Linked DNA regions of Ovis aries: region 1 is linked to region 2. The links are chromatin contacts, called in public Hi-C maps. All regions are on one chromosome and are shown on one strand. The core of a region is the stretch at or near the end of the contact, and the rest is flanking DNA. Distances in the headings are between cores, read along the strand shown.

Region 1 (3,808 bases), core at 463-2,962, 78 kb after region 2:
GTTCAAGGTGAGATACTGTGGATGGAGATGGACTACTTAGAGACCTCACCAGTGAGAAACAGGACTGCTGCTGCTAAGTCGCTTCAATCGTGTCCGACTCTGTGCGACCCCATAGATGGCAGCCCACCAGGCTCCCCCGTCCCTGGGATTCTCCAGGCAAGAACACTGGAGCAGGACAGCCAACATCAAAGTGCTGAAAGTCAAGCTATGACTCCAAACAGGCAGTGGCTCAGCCAGGATCTCTAGTCCCTACAGAAGTTGTGAGTCACCAGGGCTTTGGGTCAATAGATGCAATGAAATGCACAACTCCGTGGTCCTAAGACTACTCCTCATCCCCGAAGCCAGGGTTTCCAACACTCTGGGAAAAAGCTGGTAACAATACTCAATAAACGCTAAACCTAGCAAAAGATGGCAATACGTACCGGGCGGCAGGAATCACTGCAGAGGTGGCCACTGGAGCCAGGAGCTGAGACTGCCCAGTGCAGCTCCAGCTCTTAAATAGTCTTGCTCTCTTTCTTTCAGTTTCCTTTTCAAAAAAGACTCTTTTCTTTTTTGGTTTCCTTTTTGCCCCACCCTCTACCACTTGCATGTAGGAGTTTCTTATAAACGACCCAGTTTCTCAGAAACACTTCAACCTCATGACCAACCTCTTGGAGGGCGGGGCATGCAGGTGGAGACCAGGGAAACTCTCTGGAGAACCAGGCTGTTAGCTGGTCATTGCATCAGCCACCCTACACCTCAGGCTGGCCTTCCCATAACCTCCTCGCCCTGTTTCTGTTCCCCCGTTCGCGGCATCAGTGTGGAGAACTGTGTATGTTATGCGGTGACAGCGGGGGAGGGCGGGTGGAAAAGCAGATGACAAATTCCTCGCTGCCGCCGCTGCTCACAGAGGCGACGCAGGGCACTGGAAAGACCGCTGAGTTCTGGGATGAGACCTGGGTATTCAATCCCAGTTTGGGCGTTTCCTTGTTACAAGACCCTCGCGCAAATCACATCATCTTTCTGCATCACCCTCCGTTTCTTCACTTGTGAAATGGGCAAAAGAGCAGCCTCCTAACTTCACCGTTGGAGGAGGGCAGGGCAACCCACTTCAGTATCCTTGCCTGGAGAATTCCATGGACAGAGGAGCCTGGTGGGCTACAGTCCGTGGGGGTCGCAAGGGGTCGGACATGACTGAAGTGACTAAACACACAACTTCACCGGGGAGGCGACTAGGTGCGATACCAGAGGCAAAGCCCCTGTCACACGGCCGACACTTAAAAGTGGGGCCTCATCCTTTAGGGAAACAAACAGGAGGGAGACGATGAAGGTCCGGTGCCGCTGCGAGTGCATGACAGGGCAGGGTCGGCGGCGCTGAGGGAAAAGGGGGCGAGGGGCCAGAAGCCGGCGAGCAGAGAGCCGGGCTCTGAGGAGAACACCTCAGGGCTTGGCGTGCAAGCGGCTCCGGGAGGGCCAGATCATTGGGCTCCGCCCCGGCCTCCCCCGGCTTTTTTCATCCCCTCACTTACCGGCCCAGCCGGGCCCGTCAGCGTTGCCGGCTCAGCCACGGGTGGCCTCCTAGGCGTCCGTGGAAACGCCTTCCGGCTGGAACAACTTCCGGCTAGGCTGCGCCCTCATTGGCTCTTCGCGCGGGGCTGCCGGACGGAGGCCGCCGCTGATTGGCTGGCGGTCCCAACACAGGCGGAACGCTACTGGGTTTCAGGGCGCTGGCCGGACGACCCTCCGCAGGACCGAGAGCTTCCGGTGCGTGTGGTGAGCGGCGGGCCGGGGGCGGGAGGGGACTGCTATCTGCCGGCGGCCCGAACGCTGCCCGCCCTTTTCGCGTGTATCTGTCTCCCTGTATCTCCGGTTCCTTCCGAGCGCGCAGTGCCCTGGACGGTGCTCACTGCTCCCTCCTGACGATCCTCACCTCTCGCTCTTGACAGCCCGGCTAACTCCTATTCATTCTTCAAAACCCACCCCTGGTCGTCTCTTGTTAGTGGCCTTCATCAGTCTTAGCCTCCGGCGCAGGGTCTGTGTTTTGTGTTTCATTTCAGTCCATAAGACCTAACATAAGACTTGGCACAGAGTAGGTAATCAGGAAATATTTGTTGAATGACAACATCCTATTCCTTTTACGTTCTCTGTGTCCCCCCTCTCACTGGGTTGTATTTCACAAATATTTCTAGATGCTGGTGATTTAAATAGTGAACAAAACACAGAAAGTTCTATGTTTTGGTGGAACTGACATGTTGATGACTGTCCATGGCACTCTCCCCGCTTTTATAGCCTTATTTTTCCAAAGACTTGACTTTTTCTTCTGGCTGTTCTTCTTGGTTTACTGGCTCCTTCATTTCCATAAACAAAACAAAACAAAAAAACTTCCTTTCCCCCTCCTTTGCCTTAGACACATAAAAGGCAGCAAACAGTTTTCTCTAGAGTTTATTTTGTTCTCCGTTTTCGCCTCTTTTCCATGACTTGTCCTTGCCTTCTTCTCTCCCACCCCATTTTGATCAGTTTTGTTGGTTCCATCGCCTCTGGTTCCTTGCCTTAAGATGATCGTTTTATGCCTGAGGCCTGCCCTGGCCTCCCAATTGCAGGGAAACTGCAATCCCAAGTCCACCATCACGCCTGCTTTTCTTTTCTATCCTGCCTTTCTCCTTAGGATTTCTCACCTCCGGACATGCTCTGTTTCACTTGGTTCTGGTCTGTCTGTCTGCACTGGCATCTGAGCATGGTGAGCTGGGGCTTGGTTAGTAGCGCCTGTGCCGTTGGTATTTGTTGAAGGACGGAATGAAATGTACATGAAGCAGATAGGAAGCCCTAACATCCACTTGCCTGCATTCATTCAGTCCTTGCTACCTTGCCTAGTAGGAATTGGGCCCCATAGGAAGTGGGCCTCATGGCCTCTACTCTTGATCTTTTCCCACAGACCTCTTTAGTTCTGGCCACCTGCCTCTCCGTTGACTGGACAGCTGGGTGGTTAGGAGTCCATCCTAAAGGCTGAGAACAGGTGCCTTTGTGGTGGGAACCTGCTGGGTTCCATTTGGCGGGATGACATGGGATACTGTGGTGAGTTGGGCTGTGCATAGGAATTGAGACAGATGAGCTGTCTGATTAGGTTTTAGGACCGGACTGAGTCATTAAGGAAATGCCAAATCCTTTGCAGTGCAACTGTCCCATTAGTTTATAATTAGTCCATTGTATTAGCTCCACTTGAGATGGGCTGGCTCAGGTTTGGAGTTTTATTTAGACAGGGCCTCTGTGTGTGGGTGTTCCCTGCCTGGCTTGGGCTGCAGATGAAATTGGATTATTGGAGGAGGCAGACCACAGAACAATTTTTGGGTGATGATGTAACTTGTTTGGCAGTGGAGCCTATCAGGCAAATGGTACCCCTTATGGGAAAGGTGAAAAAGTGAAAGTGAAGTTGCTCAGTCGTGTCTGACTCTGCAACCCCGTGGACTGTAACCTACCAGGCTCCTCCATCCATGGGATTCTCCAGGCAAGAATACTGGAGTGGGTTGCCATTTCCTTCTCCAGGGGATCTTCCCGACCCAGAGATTGAACCCGGGTCTCCCACCTTGCAGGCAGACGCTTTAACCTCTGAGCCACCAGGGAAGCCCACGGGAAAGGTGGGGATGGTTGATTCCAGGGGACATGAAACCCACCGTCCAGGGGAGGACATGAGTGATAGACAGGCTGTCTGGAATGGTATAACTGAGGCCCCCCAGGGAATCTTCAGGTCTCACCTGACCCCACGTGTGGGAAGAGGAGCTCAGGATGGTCCGTTAAGGTAGGACACTCGGGCTTTCTCTGAAGTTGCTTGCTG
Region 2 (3,587 bases), core at 484-2,983:
CAGTAAATAGTTCAAAAATTGCATGGTGGGTGGGACCTGGAGAATCGTTTCCTGGTTAAATTTGTGTGTTTTTCATTAACCTTAGCCCTTAGGAGACCTGTCCAGGAAGAGCAGAAAAACCAATAGTCAGTCCTGAGTTACTACCCCCTCCCCCGCCCCCCGCCCTGAGGTTTTTTCACTGGGTTAATACAAAGGTGTGATGGGGGAGCTGAAAGTGCCTTGAAACTCTTAAATATCTCATGAATGACTGTACATTGCCCAAGAGAGAACTGGCTTAGACCCTTTGGTTCGTCTGTCTCAGCTGACGCAGAGGGAGGTGAACTGCGCTTGCGGATGGCAGCTCCGCTGCATAGGGCCCGCTGTCCTGTCAGCACAGGTGGCTCCAGTCTGAAGAGTCTTCAGAAACCTTTCCTCTTAGCTCCTAGGATATTTGCATGTTTAACTAAGTTGGAACTTTTGGTTTACCTAATGCCCTGCTGAAAATTGTCCAGGAAATTCCTGCAGTTTGTGGTCCTGGTATCCAGCCTTTACAGTGTGCACAGGATGACATCGTGTGAAATCAGCAGGGACGCCACAGGCGTCAGAGAGAAAGCTGCTACGACTAGAGTTTTGATTGAACAGGAGACTTGATGGCTCCCGGGCTTGTTCATAAACTTCCAGTACATGGAGGCCCTTTCCGCTTTGCCTTTGCTGTCGTTTCTCAGACTCCAGCTCTTGAGTTGATGACGGGGGTTTGGAGGCCCCAGTGCCTTCTGGGTTGTTGACTACAACTGTGATTTTTTTTTAAAGCAATAAACTCATTTTTAGCTAAGCCCATTTAGCACAGGCTGGCAGTAATAATGGCCATTGTTTCTCAAAAGCTTAACACAGCATCTCTTTTTTAACCTTTGCAGCTCTGATCAGGTAGCATTTCACCTTTTTACAGAATAAGAAACTGAGGCTGGGGACTTTAGTGATTTGCTCAAGGTCTGCGGCACCAGCCACACACCCCATCCTGGCTCACTCGTGGCGCCTGCTGCTGTCGTGCCTCCAGGCCCAAGTCAGCCAAGGGGAAGCCCAGGTCTTAGTGGTTGCTGGCTCATTTGGGCCGGTCAAGAAGATCCTCTAAGTAGAAGTCTTGTAGTCTTGTAAGAAAATTCATCTTTTTCAGAATTTATTTTGTAGGTTGATGTACCAGTTGTTGCCACAGAAATTTTAGTCTTTACTCACAAAAACAGAACACTTTAATTCTAAGCATACTTGTTTGAAAAATGACCTTTTCAGTGTTTGCATTAGAATATAATGTAAAAGGTACCGGCCTCATTTGCCTCTCTCTAGTGACTTGCCAACAAGCTTAAGAGTGGCTGCAATTAAATACCTTCGCTTCCTCCTTGAGTCCAAGGGTGTTTGCCCAGATACATTTAACACTCATTCTAAACTTAATTATATTGCTAAATACTAGCATACATTTTGAAAATGACATTTTAAAAAAAATGCCACTTAATAACATTAAAAAAGATGAAGAGTTGGGTGAATGGCAAATCAAGAGTTCTCTACTGTTAGGTATATTTGAAATTTTCCATAATAAAAGTTCCTAGGAATTAAACATTTTTGTGGGGTCGGGGCCGCTGAGGTAACTGGGTGACGCCTGCTGTCCTTTTGACGCTGGCGTCTCACTGCCATTGTCCCCGTGCTCATACCCACAGAGCCGAGAGCGGTTCATCTTTGAGATAATTTGCACACAGTGAAATTCGTCCTCTCTGAGGTTAGTACCGTTCTGTGAATTTGGACAATCATGCATTTACCTTCACGGCCAGGACAGCATTTGAGTGGAGTCTTCAAAGAGGAAACACCTCAGTTGGGAAGGTTGACGCTTGGTTCTTGGTGTACACTTTCTGTTACTGTGACCTCCAGGTGGCGCAGTGGCACCAATTTTGCCCTATTTAGTTCTGTGACTCAGATCCAGACTTCAAGACTTAATAGTATTTAAGATAACAAAGGCTAGTTCAGAGCCCTGTAAACAACGGGCACTTAGAAAATGTTTGCTGACTGATGTGGTAATCTTCCAAGTACAAGAACGAACAAGTATCCGCAGGGTTGGCCTGGGGAGGGTACCAGACTGAAAACATTCTCTTAGAATTCCAAGTAGGAAATGTGTATGATCTTGAACAGACTCCTTAGAGATAAGTTATAGCTAGCAGATAAAATTGTGTCACCTCTGCTCATCCGGGGTGTGGCAAGTTTCATGAGATGATTTCTGAAGTTCAGATTTGACAGAGGAAGGGAGTATCTGAGCTCAGATAAAGAGAGAAGAAGGCTGGTATTGTTAGGCCCTTTGCTGACTTGAAGATGGCCGCAGCAGTCTTGCAGTCTTGCGTCTGGAGAGTGAGGGTCAGCTAGCTTACTCGAGAGGACATCAGCTTAGTGGTCACTGAATGTTCATCCTCATTTAGGAGTTCACCCTCATTTAGTTGTTCACTGAATGTTCATCCTCATATAGTTTTTCTAGAAGCTCTTATTTCCTCACCCCTCTACCACACACAGATCTGTAGGGAGTTTTGGAGAGAAAATTTTGACAAAAGACCAAAGGTTGGTTCAGTGAAAATAGCAGGTAGGTAAGTTACCAAGCAAGCTCCAGGTAGTCACTCCACGAAAGGCTCTCCTTCACTGCCCAAGTGCTTGAAACTGTTATCTCCCTTCCACCACCACCACCGCAACTAATAGTATGATAAAAATTAAGCAGTGTGAAAAAAGGTACATATAGATAGATAATTCTCTGTTTAAATGGACTTTTCTGTAACCCTTTAAAAATGGTCTATTACAGGTAGTTTCTGCCATCATAAGATGCACACCCTCCTTAAGACCCTCCCATATCTTACTGAAGAGTCCGGAAGGAGGAGCAGATACTTAAATCACACAGATCGCAGTGCCACCCTAACGATGCACCAGCTTATTAGCTTTGAGACTGAAGGCAGCACCTTCCTTGTGTTGTGCTTAAGCATCCTTACCTGTAGGTGGGAGAGTGCTTCAGTCACAGGTCCTCCGTGGACGTGCATTTTCTCCTCCCTTCCCCCTCATGGCAGCATGTTGTAATCTTAGTTTTTGTACTTACAGGGAAAGCATTTTAGGGACTATATGATTTATGCCAGATGAATCTACCCATTCCTACAAATCTTTCTCTCTCTCTCTTTTTTCCCCCCTTTGGTAAGAATGAAGCCAAGAAAAATTAAAGAAGATGACGCTCCAAGAACAATAGCTTGCCCTCATAAAGTAAGTAACGCTAGGGGAAAGTGCTCATTTCTGTGGAAGAAGCTGTAGAGAGCTTGTAAGAAGTCGCGCTTTTATTTCCATCTTCATAATTGAGACTCACTGAGGAACTAGAATCTGGGTTCTAAATTCAAGAGACTGTATTTTGTGATGAAAGTTTTGTTGTTCCTTAAAGGCCACTTAAATTTACATACTCTGAAATGGGATTACTGTAGGGCACCAGTGTTTTTATTGTCACTGTATATTCAATATACTCTGTTAGGATTTTGTTTCTTCTTTTTTTCTTCTTCTTTTTGAGTTGTTAAACAAGTCTAATCTTACGACATTGGGCTGTGTCTCAC

What was found. Hi-C and Micro-C count contacts between places; a contact is called where the count stands out from the background.
Region 1: a contact with region 2 is called in a Hi-C map of blood, with 6 times the contacts expected there. The contact joins the promoter of WDR25 here to the enhancer-like site in region 2. A contact is called at or near these places in 9 of 16 Hi-C or Micro-C datasets (blood, liver, mixed tissues and 3 more).

What each region holds. Positions count from the first base shown.
Region 1 is chr18:62,909,908-62,913,715 of ARS-UI_Ramb_v3.0, forward strand. It overlaps WDR25 (WD repeat domain 25), which reads left to right and starts at 1,713. Exons shown (of 7, transcript XM_027957401.3): 1 at 1,713-1,743. WARS1 (tryptophanyl-tRNA synthetase 1) reads right to left here and starts at 1,567. Exons shown (of 11, transcript XM_012099042.5): 1 at 1,509-1,567.
Region 2 is chr18:62,831,493-62,835,079 of ARS-UI_Ramb_v3.0, forward strand. It overlaps YY1 (YY1 transcription factor), which reads left to right. Exons shown (of 5, transcript XM_027957397.3): 3 at 3,189-3,249. Among named protein-coding and RNA genes, the nearest start is that of YY1, 20 kb to the left of the region's middle. Within about 2 kb of position 1,734, at least 7 of the 54 cell types and tissues checked have an H3K27ac peak or open chromatin away from gene starts, as enhancers often do.